2 separate regions of the Macaca mulatta genome follow, and region 2 is linked to region 1. A link is a contact called in public Hi-C data. All regions are on one chromosome and are shown on one strand. The core of a region is the stretch at or near the end of the contact, and the rest is flanking DNA. Distances in the headings are between cores, read along the strand shown.

The links. A called contact is a pair of places that touch in the nucleus more often than the background predicts.
Region 2: a Hi-C map of fetal cortex germinal zone shows a contact between it and region 1, with 4 times the contacts expected there. The contact joins the promoter of TCEANC2 here to the promoter of SSBP3 in region 1. A contact is called at or near these places in 3 of 14 Hi-C or Micro-C datasets (fetal cortex germinal zone, fetal cortical plate and liver).

The regions. Positions count from the first base shown.
Region 1 is chr1:186,196,496-186,203,949 of T2T-MMU8v2.0, forward strand. SSBP3 (single stranded DNA binding protein 3) reads left to right here and starts at 4,715. Exons shown (of 18, transcript NM_001261084.1): 1 at 4,715-4,857; 2 at 5,869-5,941; 3 at 6,161-6,222. The coding sequence starts at 4,802.
Region 2 is chr1:186,555,119-186,562,572 of T2T-MMU8v2.0, forward strand. TCEANC2 (transcription elongation factor A N-terminal and central domain containing 2) reads right to left here and starts at 3,622. Exons shown (of 5, transcript NM_001266853.1): 1 at 3,483-3,622; 2 at 2,729-2,872. The coding sequence starts at 2,830. It overlaps TMEM59 (transmembrane protein 59), which reads left to right and starts at 3,880. Exons shown (of 8, transcript NM_001266204.1): 1 at 3,880-4,235. The coding sequence starts at 4,047. LOC144333255 (a long non-coding RNA gene) reads right to left here and starts at 6,391. Exons shown (of 2, transcript XR_013401813.1): 1 at 6,104-6,391; 2 at 4,031-5,924. LOC144333257 (a long non-coding RNA gene) reads right to left here and starts at 61. Exons shown (of 2, transcript XR_013401816.1): 1 at 1-61.

The sequences.
Region 1 (7,454 bases), core at 3,465-5,964:
CCCCCAGGGGAGCCTGCATCCGTCCTCCTAGCAGCTGTGAGGAGCACCGAAAGAGAGCTTTGAATGAACTAGGGAAAGCGAACAAGGTCTTCTGGCATCCTTGGCAAGCACAGTCTCCCGGGTTGAGTTCATAGGCCTGAAGTCCCTTTCCTTTAACCACCTCCTTCTGGAGGCCTGGACCCCACCCATCTGGTGCCAGAGCCCAGGATTTCTGCTGTTCCAGTTGCTGGCAGCCAAGAGAGGAAGGAGCGGCCCTTCTAGCCTAAGCTTGGAATCCACCTCTCCGTCTTCGCTCCCACCTCACCTGCATGTCCTGCAACATCTGGTTACCCAGTTCTTCATCTGTCCTTCTGTTCCTTTCACCACGTTACTGGGCACTGAGGGTGCCCCAGAGAATGATGATCATTCCCTGACCCTAAGGAGTCATATTCCCAGGGGAAAATACACCCCTGAACCACACCCATGCAGTGGGGACATGGAGGGCACACCTGCCCTGAACTGGGAGTTCAGAGGGGGGATCTGCGAAGGCTCTCTGAAGGAGACCCTCCCTGCCCAGGCTGGATCTGAGAAGTGTTAGTAGGAGTCTGTCACCGGAGGGGGCTTTGGGCGGGGACTTCACTACAGTGTAAGCTCCACCGGGTAAGGATTTGTGTTCCGTTTATGACCCAAGGCCTACAACAGTGTGTGGTACATAGTAGGTGTTCAATAAGCAGGTGGTAAAAGAAAGAAAGAAAAAAGGAAGTGAGGGAGGCAAGAGAAAGATAGGGGAGAAAGAGACAGAGAGAATATGAGTCAGGGTGGATGTGTGAAATGGCATGGCCATTCTGGAAACTGAAAGTACAGAGTTCCAGGTGGCTGTAGCTTAGGAGGGTGGGGCTGAGCCGAGGGAGTGGCCTTATCTAACCCTATTGTTGGTGTTGTCCGTTCCTTATCTCTCCACGGGGCCCAGTACTTTGGGGCTGGGGTGAGTTTTCCGTCTCTCAGTCCCTGGGGGCTCCTGGTGCCTACACTGAGTGTTAATATACACACAGGTATTCAGCTTGTGCTGTGTGCTGGAGATACACAGATAACTCAAACTGAGAGCCTACCCTCCCAGTCTGGTGGGGGAGACAGACAGTAAACAAGTGGCTACAACAATGGGGAGAATGAATGGTGCAAGCAAAATGAGATAAGATTGGAGGGACAGAAGGACAGGTTTCGCTCCAGGAGTGAAAAGCAGGGAGGTTTTTGTGGAGGAGATGGCACCGGAGGGGATGTTAGCCTGAAAGGATGGCAGAAGAAGGGAACTGGGTGGGGCAGGAAGCATTCCAGGAAGAGAGACATCAGGCCCAAAGATGGGGCCTGGGGAGATCCAGAGGCGAAAGGTAGACTGGGGCCTTGAGTGCTGCTCATGGGTGTTTGGACTTGCTTCTGATCTGACCACATTTTGGATAATTGTGCCAGCAGCCACACACCTAGTTAGGGCTGCTGAGTGGTCCCACTTCCAGGGAACCCCTCAGCAATCTTCTAGCCAGCAGGGGTGAGGGGTGGCTAAGACTCTCCCTGCTCTCTCTGCCTGGACTCTCTCACCATCTCTTTTAGCTCCAACAAGGAATCTACCAACCAACGTGCAGCTTTGTTGTGTCAAGTTCCAGCAAAGGGCTGACCACAGAATGCCTGGCACAGGGTCTCTGAATACTACCCTTCTCTTCTTGTCACATGGGAAAGGAGGTGCTAGTCCTTTTGTCCTTTTTCCAGGGTGGTGGTAGGGAGAGAAAAATATAGAAGGGAAATCTTAACACTGTAGCACATCAGATTATCAAGAGATACTGAAGATCTTCTTTTTTTTTTTTTTTTTTTTTTTTTTTTTTTTTTTTTTTTTTTTTTTTTTTGAGACGGAGTCTTGCTCTGTCGCCCAGGCTGGAGTGCAGTGGCACAATCTCGGCTCACTGCAAGCTCCGCCTCCCGGGTTCACGCCATTCTCCTGCCTCAGCCTCCCGAGTAGCTGGGACTACAGGCGCCCGCCACCGCGCCCGGCTAATTTTTTTTTTGTATTTTTAGTAGAGACGGGGTTTCACCGTGGTCTCGATCTCCTGACCTTGTGATCCGCCCGCCTCGGCCTCCCAAAGTGCTGGGATTACAGGCGTGAGCCACCGCGCCCGGCCTTGATACTGAAGATCTTCTAACCTCCCTTTGCCATTTGACAGATGAAGCAACTGATGCTCAAATAGATATGCTTGTGTTGCAGCCATGAAGTTGGTAGAGGCATGGCCAATCTGGTAGAGTCCTGGGTCATAGTAGGGCCGGAGAAGGGCAGTGTCTTCTCTTTTTTTAGCCAGGACCAAACCGATACTCCTAATTTGTGGGCCTTGCAGACACAAGATGAGTCAGGCTTCTTGTGAGTCAGTCTGTTGACAAGCCATCCCTGGCCATTCCTAGCCCATTCAAAATAGATGGAAGACCAGGGGAAGGGTATGAGCAGGCCAATTTAATTAGTGTGGGCTCTAAGGTACCTTAAGTTAGCCCTACTGAATTTAAACTGCCTAGGGGAAAAAATAACTGTAATTATTTCCTTCTCTCCTCTATCCTTGTATTCCAACTCCCAACCTCCATGCTTCCCTCATTCACAAAACAACCTTTAAAATAGGGACTAGCACAGAGACGCCCATAAACTAGGTCTCAGCGTTCCTTTTTTCTGCCCCTTTCCCCTGTGAGCGCTGGGTCCTGGAAGGGAGCAGAGTGAGTCCGGAAGTGTCCGCAGGGCCTGGCTGTATTCTAATTTAAGGAGGTTGTTACATTGAGTAGAATATTATTCCAAAAATGCACCCAGAGTCTCCTTCCTGAACCAACGCAGATCCTTTAGCTGCGGGGCATTTCTTTTAAAAGCCCCTTTTCTCTCTTCTACAGATCAAAATAAGCAAACTTTAATGGTAGGGAATTATTGTTTATTTTGTTGAAATCTAGTTCTGAGTTTTCCTACTTGAAACGTGTTTTCCCCAGGACACTGACCTATCCTTTAATTGTTTGGTGCGAGGCATGTTAGGGGGAGGGGCGTTACTTGTTTATTGGAACAGCGCAGTTAAAAAAAAAAAAAAAATCAACCTAGGCTAACAGTTTCAAGGCTCCCCTAAAGATGTATCCAAACAGGCAGCCAATCAGCGCTTACACAGCTTTTTCTGCTTGACTCTTTTAAAGAGACAGTGCCGACAGTGTTTTATCCCATTTAAAGAGATCCGCTCTCTAAAAACAGTCTGAAAATGGGGGAGCCTTCCCCTATTTCGCCGGTACCTGGTCTTAAGAGTCTCTAATGAGGGGCACGCAGTGTGTCTTCTGGGTTCTCGGCGTGGGCAGAAAGGAGTCAGCAGCAAATAGCTGGGTCACTCTGCCAGCCCCCCTCAATTTCCCATTGTACACCTGGGTCACTGACAATGGAAGCTTCCCCTCCCCCTACGCCTGACTCTCGTCCCCTACTCCCCAATTTAGCTCCATTTATTTGAAGTTTGCACATTTCTGTGGCGCGCATTCCGCGTCGCAGGCCGCCCAGGTGACGCCCCCCCATCCCCGAGTGGCACCCTTTCCCGTGGAGAAGCCGAAGGGCTAACTTGCCAGGACTGGCAAACCTTGGAAATTTGGGAGAAATCACTCTCGTTCCTCTTAGTTGAAGTCCCCTGTCCCCAACCCCCCCAGCTCCCCAAAGCACGCCAAAGGCCATTTTCGCGCGGCTCCACTTTGGGGTTTTCCAAAGTATTTTAATGATCTAGTAAAGGAGCAGCCGCGCGCCTCGGCGCCGGCTCGAGCCGCGCCGCTCTCAGCGTGGAGCCCCGGGCCCGGCGCTCGGAAGCTAGACTGGGCGAGAGTGAGGCCCGGGGGCGGGGCGGGCTGGGGGCCGGGCTGGAGTCTGGGGAGGGGCTCGGGGTCGGAGCCTAGGGGGAGGACTACCGAGAGGGAAGGGCGAGATAAGGGCTGGGCTGGCGCGGGCCGCGGCGGGGGGGAGGTGAGGAGCAGATAAGGGAGACGGACGTGGCAGGAGGGAGAGAGCGGCGACCGCTTGGGGGTCTGCGCCCCCTCCCACCGGACGCTGCCGCAGCGCCCCCCTAACCCCCAGTGGTCCACGCCGCGGGGAGCGCCAGTCAGATCCCCCTCCTCGCTGGGGCGAGGAGACCAGGGTGCCCCCAGCCCGATCCACGTCGTCCCCCGCCCCGGCGACAGAAAAGAGAGGCTCGCGCCCCCGGACGCCCCCAGTTCGCTCGCAGGAGCAGGCAGCGGCTCCGCGGAGGCGGCCGCAGCGGGGACTGCCGCGGCCGGCGCTGTCAGGGCGTCCCTCCCGGCCGGCCCGGGCCCGCCCCCGCGTGTGCCGATTGGTCGACGCGGCCATCCATCGCGGGACGTTGCCGCCCGCCTCGCTCCCTCGCCCGGGTAGCCACGTTCGGTTGAGCTCCAAGTAGACCAGCGGCGGCGGCGGCGGCGGCGGCAGCGGTGTTGGAGGCGCAGAGGGCGGCGCAGGCGGAGCCGGGAGGGCGCGCGAGCGAGCGGAGAGCGGGCGGCCGTGCGGGCGGCGGCGGCGGCACTCCAGGCCGAGCCGGCGCGGGAGGAGTTCCAGGGCGATGGGGCCGCGGCCGGGGCTGACGCTTTGACAGCTGGAAAGAGCGCGGAGCCAGCGCCTGGGGGGGAGGGAGGGGAGCGCGGCGAGGAGAGCGCCAGCGAGCGAGAGAGCGAGCGAGCGCCGGGGAGGGGGCCGGGAGCGAGGGGCAGCTCGGGAGAGCCGGAGCGGTAGCGGCGGCGGCGGCGGCGGCGAGGCTCGGCGCCCTCTTCCCTGCAAACCATGTTTGCCAAAGGCAAAGGCTCGGCGGTGCCCTCGGACGGGCAGGCTCGGGAAAAGTAAGCCCTATTTTGCAAGTGGCGGCCGCGCCGCCGCCGGGCTGCGGGCGGGCGGTGGGAGGCAGGTGGGCGGGCGGGGGCCGGGGGCTGCTGCGCCCTCTGGCCCCCGGGTCCAGGCGCCGCCTGCCTGGCCCCTTCCCCGAGGCCGGGGCGGGCGGCGTGGGAGAACCCATTGTTGGGAGCCGGCGGAGGTTGGGAGATCGGGGAAGGGGCGGCGGGGGGAGCCGCCGGAGGAGGTACTTGGTGGCCGTGGCGCGGGCCGGGCGCGGGGCCCCGCGGTGAGTGGTGGGCGAGGTCCCGCCAGCGAGCCTGGACGCTCGCTCCAGCCGGGCGCTCGCCGCGGTGGCCGCACTTTGCCCACCGGGCGCGGGCAGGGGGCGCGTGGCTTCTGCAGCCCCGAAGCCTCCTTTTGTCCGCCGGCGGCGTGAGGAGTGCGTGCCGGGGGCTTTGTTCGGCCGGGAGCGCTCTCCCTTCCCTGCCCTCGTATTCGTCACTGGGTCCGCGTCCTCGGACGCCGGGCTAGGCAGCGACGGTGGCGCCGGCTTGGCCCCAGACTTGGGGCACAGTTGTTTGGGGGGAGGTGACGAGGGTGGTGCTTTGCTGCCCTCTCTAGAGCGCGCCAAGCACCCGGAGTCCAGGGCTGAGTCTCCCTGGACCTCCAAAGCCGGGGAGAGCGTAGCGAGGACTGGGTCGGGAAAGGCAAGGTGGCTGTGGGGTCGAGTGGCTTGCGAGTTTGAGGAACCTAGGTGGGTTTGTCCCCGACGCGACTTGGAAGTTCAAGTTTGGGGCTGCTCTCCATCCCTCACTGCTTGAGGTAACGCGTTCCCCGGTCCCCACCCCCTAACTGTTCGCACCTGGCGGCCCTGTTTGGGGTTAGCTAGCTGCTTACCTCTGGTCGGGGCCACAATGGGACGGCGCAGACAGGGCTCAAAGCCTGCTGGCAAGGTCCTGGAGAGCGCCGGTGGGATCTGACTCCTTCCCCTCTCTCTTTGCTCCCTGCCCACTTTCCAGGTTAGCTTTATACGTCTACGAATATTTACTGCACGTAGGAGCACAGAAATCTGCACAGACCTTCTTATCGGAGGTGAGTGGGACTCCCCCCAGCATCCAATTTCTTGACACCCCCCTCCCCACTATTCTTAGAGCCTTTGTTTTCAGGAGCAGCCACTGTGGCCACCATTTTGAATTTTTATCACCTTTTGGCATTTATTGTTAGTTGGTCTTCCCAGCCTTTTGGCTCTAGGAAGCCCCCAGCCCACCCCGTGTCTACTCCTCTAAGCTGCCTCCGCTCTTACCTTTCCAGATTCGATGGGAAAAAAACATCACGTTGGGAGAACCGCCTGGGTTTTTGCACTCGTGGTGGTGGTAAGTTTGTGTGATAGTTTTGCATGTGTGTTTGTTTTGTTCTGAGCCCTGGGTCCAAGTGAACAAAGAAGGGAGGCCTGGAGCAGGCCCTCCACCCTGTGGCCCTCCGCGTTGCACAGAGCGGGGCACCTCGAGGCACTCCGGCCCAGCTGGCCAAGGAGGAAAAGGGCAGAAGAGGATGCTACCTGAAGTTTTGGGGAAAAACGACAAAATAATCTGTGATGTTGGGGTAGAAACTCCTTACTTTTACATCTCACTCTGGGGCTCTAGGCAAGGGTTTGAAAAAACATTGGAGGATTTTTGTCAATTCTGCATGTTGCTTTAATTAGAGGAGTGGGGGTGGGGCGGCGTGGAGGGGATACCAGGTCTGTTTTACAATTAGCCTGTCCGTTCCTTTTTCTCCTCGGAGCTTACAACCTTAAGATAGGACATCTACGGGGCTTTTTCCAGGCACCCTGAGAAAAAGCAAGAAAGGGCTGCCACTTCCTTTAAAGATACTGATTCAGACTGACTGGTCCTTCCTTTCCTCTGGGAGCTCCCCGCCCCCCTCCCCCACTAAAACCACAAAGTGTTGTTTTAGGCAGAACCTTAACTGGTCAGAGTCGACCTCACAGTGTCTGTAGTTAGGGGCTCCCACTCTCTGTGACTCTCTTACCAGGTCTCTGTGTCCTTTGGGTGTGGGGCCACCGCAGGTTTGGTCTCTGTTGGGTATACGACAGCCAAGAGGGAGCTTAGGGTCAGCCGGACCCAGTTGCCCTAAGTGTATGACCCCGGTGTTTTGTGCCACTGACTGGTGGAGTCTTTAACATCCTTTTGAAACAGAAAAGAAAGCAGAGTGGCTTTTGATACTTTGATGGAGTTCAACAAAACGGTGTGTCCTGTCTCATGTCTGTTGGCATCTTAGCGGGTTTACCTGCCAGCTCAGGTTACTGTTCTAAGTCTTAGAACAGCAGGAGGATGAAGTGTCTGTTCTAACTTGTGCAGAGAAAATGAGTTTTTAATTACTTCTGCCAACCTCGGAACTGCAGGTCTTGGAGGCATTAGTGTGGCGGAAGGATTCCACCTGTAGGAGTGGGTGATAGGTTTTCTGTGGCTGTTTTTGGAGGGAGTGTGTGGATGGGGTTGGCAGCTCTGATCGGCTTGGATCTTGTAGAAAGTTAGGCTTATGATTGAAGGTTACTTAGGCTTATGAGTGAAGGCGCTGGGGAATATGTAGTGTTGGAAACCTTTAA
Region 2 (7,454 bases), core at 2,372-4,871, 360 kb after region 1:
ACTCCAGCCTGTGTGACAGAGCAAGACTCTGTCAAAAAAAAAAAAAAAAAGAAGAAAAGAAAAGAAAAAAGAAAATTCAATATAAGAGAAAAAAGAGTTAAGGATGGTTCCTGGATTTCTAGTCCCAGTTACTTGGTATATGGATATACATTAATACAGGAGAACAAGGAACAGGTTTGGAAGAAAAGCTAATGCATTTAAGGGGAATGTTATTACATATGCCTGCTGTTTTATTCTTTTTTTTTTGAAGTGGTATCTCACTTTGTCACCCAGGTTGCAGTGCAATGGTGCCATCCTGGCTCACTGCAACCTCTGCCTCCCAGGCTCAAGCAATCCTCCCATCTCAGCCTCCCGAGTAGCTGGGACTACCGGCGCGCCCCACCATACCCAGCTAATTTTTGTATTTTTTGTAGAGATGGGATTTTGCCAAGTTGCCCAGGCTGGTCTCGAACTCCTGGGCTCAGGTGATCGACCCCCCCTCGGCCTCCCAACGTGCTAGGATTACAGGCATGAGCCACTGAGCCCAGCCTGTTGTTTTATTTTTATTCCATAATTTTCACATCATTTATTTTCATCATCACACATAGTGATTTTCAACTGGGGCACGAGAAGGAACGAGAAGGGAGAGGGGTAGGAGGAGGTATATTAGAATATAGGTGTTTGAGCTGCATGCCGTGGCTCACGCCTATAATCCCAGCACTTTGGGAGGCCGAGGCGGGTGAATCACGAGGTCAGGAGCTCAAGACCAGCCTGGCCAACATGGTGAAACCCTGTCTCTACTAAAAATACAAAAAATTAGCCGGGTGTGGTGGTGGGCACCTCTAATTCCCCACTACTAGGGAGGTTAAGGCAGGAGACTCGCATGAACAGGGGAGGCAGAGGTTGCAGTGAGCCAAGATCCCACCATTGCCCTTAACCCCAGGCGACAGTGCGAAAATCCATCTCAAAAAAAAAAATAATAATAATAATATGGGTGTTTGTAGGTGTAAGTGAGTGTATGTGTAGTTCAACTATTCCTTCCCACCTTTTTCCTGGAGAGAGTCTGACATGATCCCTCATTGAGAATCACTGCTATGTACAATTATCCATGAATATTCTGACAAGGTAGAGACAGTTGAAAACCTTGAATGTGTTCTAAGCAGTCACAGAACTGCAAGACTAGGACAGACTTTAAAGATCATCTAGAGTTCAGTAGGGCTCAATCAAGTGCTGTCTGGAAATATGTGACGGCATTTTCAGTTATCAGAATGGGAGGTGCCATTGGCATTAGGTGCCTGAGAGCCAGGGATGGTAAGTATCCTGTAACTCACCAGCAGCTCCAAATAATGACGAATTATCTTGCCCCATGCAACAATAGCACCCCCTTGAAGAAACACTGATATAGTTCAACCTCCACATTTTATAGATGAGGAAACTGAGGTCTTAGAGAAGGGACTGACTTGCTACTAAAGATCACCTAGTTACCAGTAGGGCCTATTTATACTCTCCTTCACTGCTTTCCAATATGGGTCTGGTAAGTCTGTGGGACATCCAGAAAAGGAGTCCAACTGAGTATGTGTCAAGTACTCAGAATGCTGCCTCGCTCTTACAGTCCTTTGCACATTTTCTCTAGCCCCAGATCCTCCTACCTTCTGAAACCTAGGCTGGAGGTGCAGTTCTGGCAGTTTTAGCATAGAAAGCCTAAAGAATGGATGTCATCCTGGCCAAATACATAAAATGTGACAGAACTCTGAGGAGCACAAACACTAGGAACCTAGTAGAGGAAGAAGAACTGATAAAAGAAAATGAAAAAGTCAGAAATTTAAGAGGCAAGGTTCAGGATGACAAAGGGGACCAAGTACAAGTTGTTTTGTTTCATTTTAGTAAAATAATAATTACTTTAGCACTTATTGGGTGACTATGTTGATTGATTCATTGTATCTACTCTTTGCATCTTGCTTGCAGACATCAGACTGAGTTCAAGGCAGCAAAGAGTTCATTAAAACAGCCTCTTTCCAGCTGGGGGCAGTGGCTCACGCCTGTAATCTCAGCACTTGGGGAAACAGAGGCAGGTGGATCATTTGAGGTCAGGAGTTCGAGACCAGCCTGGCCAACATGGTGAAACCCTATCTCTACCAAAAACAAAAATTAGCCGGGTATCTGTAATCCCAGCTACTTGGGAGGCTGACGCAAGAAGATCATTTGAACCCGGGAGGTGGAGGCTGCAGTGAGCCAAGATCGTGCCACTGTACTCCAGTCTGGGTGACAGAGTGAGACCCTTTCTGAAAAACAAAAACAACAACGACAACAAAAAACAGCCTCTTTCCTGGTCTCAGCTGAAGCTGTAAAGCCATTTGATACAGTTCTGGGCAGTAAGATGTGAGAGAACAGCATCAAAACCCACCCCTAAATGAGTCTGTACAGGGTAGGTATATAGAATCATATCTGGTACTTTAACATTCCTAACAGACTACATTTTGCAAAAGAATAACAACAAATGGGACTTGTCCTACCAGCTACCATACATGCTGTAAACCAGAGTAATTACAAGGGTGTAGCAGAGGTGTGCGGAAATTGATAAATGTAAGTCTGTACAGCTATGGGGGAAACAAAGGAGGAGTGGTCAGGTACACTTTGCGGGAGGAGGCATAACAAGAAATAATTCATAGGTCTTTTCACAACAGAACCTCTGGTACCACCTTGCTATCAGTCCTTTGCACATTTCCTCTAGCCCCAGATCCCCTCTCACCTTCAGAGATTCAATCGTGGCCTGCTTGTAAACCTTTCCTCCAGAATCTTTCTTCTGAGGGCTATTCTGGATTCTAGGCGTTCGAACGACGAATTTATCCATTGTTAGGGGCCTCCGACTACCTTGACGTGCTTGCAGCGTGTTCTGGTCAAGAAAGACGGTAGATTCTAAAACCTCACTAAAGACTGCCGTGATATTTGCTCCCCAAAGTAACACAATTGAGTTCTCTGGAAGAATTCATGAATTATGGGGACTCGAGTGGAATTGACAAGATTTCCTCCTGAGGAACTTCCTAAGAATTGAAACTGTAAACAATCATCAGCCTACGTCCTGGGTTAGGAGGTTCCTAGATTCCAGAAGTGCACGCTCTAGGGGGGATTCCAATATTGCGGGGATTGGCCCAATATTGGAATCCCACCTAGAGCGTGCACCTAAGCCCTCTTCCAATTAAGATTGGGCTGTGGAAGGGTTAGGATTACACTAGGCTCAATGCCGCCCTCTTAACAATCACCTCACCACAGCCACAATCCCAAGGGTTGCCCTGGTAATCAGCAACTGACAACTACCTCCAGAACACAGCAGGGAGTCTCACAATACGCAGCCATCCCCTGGAACAAACTGCTTGGTGGTCAGAGGACCCTACCCACGGCTGTAATCTCTGGATCCCCGAACAAGGAGAAACCCCATCCTCCTCGTTCTCAGCACTCAGGATCCCGGGTAGGGGCACCTAACAACGGCCTGGCGTGAGACCCACCAGGAAAAGCAGCCCTGGCAGCTGCTGTTGGCGCCCTCCAGACTGCAACCCCGTAGGCTCCCAAGCCCAGTCGTCTGTGTTGAAACTAAATAGACGCTTCCTCCCAGGGCTGTAGTTCCTCTGAAGAAACTCCGCCGGCCCTCGCGCCTCTGGCCCACAGCGAACCACATTCCCCAGAATGCACTACGAAGAAATGCGGGCAGAAGGCGCGCCGAGGGCGGCTGTAGTTTTCCGAGACCAACTTTCCCGACAGCACCGTGCGCCTCCCGCCTACGGAGAACTACATGCCCCAGCCTGCCCCGCGAAGGGAAGACAGGCGGACCCGCTTCGCGCTAATGCTCGCGATGGTTGAATTCCCCGCCTCACGCCCGCCTAGGAGAAGTTAGTAGTCCCAGAGGTGGGGCAGGAGGCGGCAGTTTCAGGCGGGTCAGGGCGGAGCTGAAGCGACGGCGGAGGCGGAAGCAACGGTCGGCGGGGCGGAGAAGGGGGCTGGCCCCAGGAGGAGGAGGAAACCCTTCAAAGAAAACAGCAACAAGCTGAGCTGCTGTGACAGAGGGGAACAAGATGGCGGCGCCGAAGGCGAGCCTCTGGGTCAGGACCCAACTGGGGCTGCCGCCGCTGCTGCTGCTGACCATGGCCTTGGCCGGAGGTTCGGGGACCGCTTCGGCTGAAGCATTTGACTCGGTCTTGGGTGATACAGCGTCTTGCCACCGGGCCTGTCAGTTGACCTACCCCTTGCACACCTACCCTAAGGTAGGGCCCGTCCGGAGCGGGCTGCGACCCTTCCCTGGCCGCCCATCTCTCGGCTCCCCACACTTATGTCGGCTCTGGCAACCTGGCTGTTCAATCCGCCTTTCAACCGCTGTCTCCCATCTGTGTAGCTCCTGTTTTCCTCCCTAATCCTGCCTGCACCCCAGTTCCTGCTGTCATTACCGGAAGTTTGTCCTGCACTACCCTGTGATAGGCTGAGGGACACAAAGATGAGAAAGACGCGATCCCTTTCCTCTGGGAGCTAGCCGGGCAGCAGGGGAGTCGAGCACTCAGAGGGAGGAGGATAGAGGAGGATATGGATGGTTAATGCAGGGTCCTCGCCTTAAGGAGCCTAAGGGGGGTTTGTAGAAAGGGAGGCGCAGATAAGCGAGTCCACAAATGATTGATTCATAACCTTTGTTTACTAAGCGCCTCTCGGGATCGGGAGCGTAGTCTTCAGGGAGTCAGACAAGTAGACAATTCCACTGAAGTATAAAAAGCGTCACGAAGGCGGCTCAAGGAGTAGCGAGACGCCCAGGAATGCTGTCTGCCTATGTTGAGTTACTGTGTCCAAGACGCTGCCAAGAGGGACTGGGTTAGAGAAGAGGCAGTTAGGTGTCTGCCTACCAGAAACTGACCACTCAGTGCAGGAAACGGGGGATTCGTGGAGTGGGTAAAGAAACGAGACTGTAGACAGGAGAGGGTTCGCAGCTTACGGAGAGGTAATGGCCTCCTCTCTATGCTTCCCCCCTTTTTAAGTACATACCTAACCCTCTTCACGTTGGTTTTTCAGCGTAAGATCTCTGTTTACTCAACATTCTAAATTGTTTGATGATTCCCACCACACGTTTCCCATGTATGATTTGAGTGTATGCCTTCCCCCACGTTGTTTTATGAGAGCTTTTGTTGATGTTACTGGTGGTTTCCTCTTCGTTTTTCCTTCATCTCCTGTATGCTATTTGCTTAACCATTGTGGCTAGACCTCCTTGCTCTCTAAAACTGGAGTGGCTACGGAGACAGTTCCAGTGAAGCTTAGGATGTTCCATATTGGCGAGTGCTTTCAGGTCTTTGAAATGAAAAGTTCTAAGTGCCGGCACTTCTCAGATTTTGTTTACGGCTGGATTTTAAACTGCATGGAGATTATCAATTTTCAAAAACCGTGGGAGAGGGGAGTGTGCTAAATTTTTCCAGAGATTTATGTAACAATCGAGAAAGAAGTGAGAAGTTTTAACTTCAGACTTAAATCGATGAATACTGCTTCTAACCACGTTATTTTTCTTCACTTCTTGTAAACTTCTCATCATTAAGAGGATTGTATGAGGAAGCTCATTAATATTGATTTGGCCTGGAATTGGGCTGAGACTTACTTTCTATTGTTCTAGGGTTTGTTTCCTTTTTTTGAGATTTTCCTGGCAATTTTGTAGTATAAACCAGAATGTTGGGAGAATAATCAAATAATTTGAAAGGATACCTTCCTGGAACTTGTAGGTACTTTAATAATGTCCACTATTTTCTAACAATTGGTGTGATATCTATAAACCATTTTTACTTATTTAGTAAAGCTTTTCTCACAAAGAACTCCAAATCATCTGGCTCCCTATAGGTCCTGGACTTGAAATTTATATAGACTCCACTGTTAGCCAGAGTGATGGGAGATTTATCATACTATTATTCCTAATTCTCACAACAACCCTGTAAAGTAGGGTTTTAAAATTAAGGAAATTGAGGCTCTGAAAGGTTAAGTGTCTTGCCTAAGGTCACATACCCAAGAAATCGTGGAGTAGGAATTCAGCTTAAAACTGGCTACACTATGCTGCCTCCTATTAATAAACTTGCATTAAACATATTCGGCCGGGTGCGATGGCTCACACCTGTAATCCCAGCACTTTGGGAGGCCGAGGTGGGTGGATCATCTCAGCTCAGGAGATTGCGACCAGCCTGGACAACATGGCAAGACCTCGTCTCTGAAGAAAAAAAGAAAAAGAAAACACTAGCCAGGCGTGGAGACGAGCACCTGTAGTCCCAGCTACTTGGGAAGCTGAGGTGGGAGGCTTGCTTGAGCCTGGGAGGCGGAGGTTACAGTGAGCCGAAATGTCGCCAGTGCACTCCAGTCTAACAGTGAGACCCTGTCTCAAAAAAAAAAAAAAAAAAAAAAAAAGGCTGGGCGTGGTGGCTCACTCCTGTAATCCCAGCACTTTGGGAGGCTGAGGCAGGTGGATCACCTGATGTCAGGAGTTCAAGACCAGCCTGGCCAACATGGTGAAACCCCATCTCTACTGAAAATACCAAAAAAAATTAGCTGGGCATGGTGGCGGGCACTTGTAATCCCAGCTGCTCAGGAGGCTGAGGCAGGAGAAGCGCCTGAACCCGGGAGGCAGAGGTTGCAGTGAACCTGCGCCATTGCACTCCAGCCTGGGCAACAAGAGGGAAACTCTGCCTCAAAAAAAAAAAAACAAACAAAAAACCCACATATTTAACTATGTCACTGATTTCTATTGGCTCTCCTCTGTGCTTTGTGCTCCAGGAAAAAGCTTCGTGTGTTGTAAGAAATTAGATGAATTTTCAAACTCACATAGAGTTTGAAAAACGAGATAGAAATCTCGTTTTAGGCTGGGCGCTGTGGCTCATGCCTGTAATCCCAGCAGTTAGGAACGCCGAGGCAAGTGGATCATGGGTGGTCAGGAGTTCAAGATCAGCCTGACCAACATGGTGAAACCCCGTCTCTACGAAAAATACAAAAATTAGCTGGGCATGGCACATGCTTGTAATCCCAGCTACTCAGGAGGCTGAGGCAGGAGAACCGCTGGAACCCGGGTGGTGGAGGTTGCAGTGAGCCGAGATTGCGCCGCTTCACTTCAGCCTGGGACACAGAGCAAGACTGCATCTCAAAAAAAAAAAAAATCTCATTTTAATGACACTTTTTGAGAACTAATTATTTGTTGCAAGAAAGTAGAATACCTGTTTGTAAGTAGTTATTTTTAAATTATTCTATCTTTTATCTACAGAAAATGCAATTGCATAATTTATCTCGGACGAAAAAACAAGAGACATAAATCATGTTAATAAAAAAGCTAATTATAGCTAGCCTGGTCATTTATTAATGGAGTGTGGTCTCTAGAACCATACAAACCTGGTTTTATTCCCAGTTCCTTGATTACTGTTTGTCCTTGCTGATCACTTAACTTCTATTTATTTATTTTTTAATTTAAAATAATTGAAACA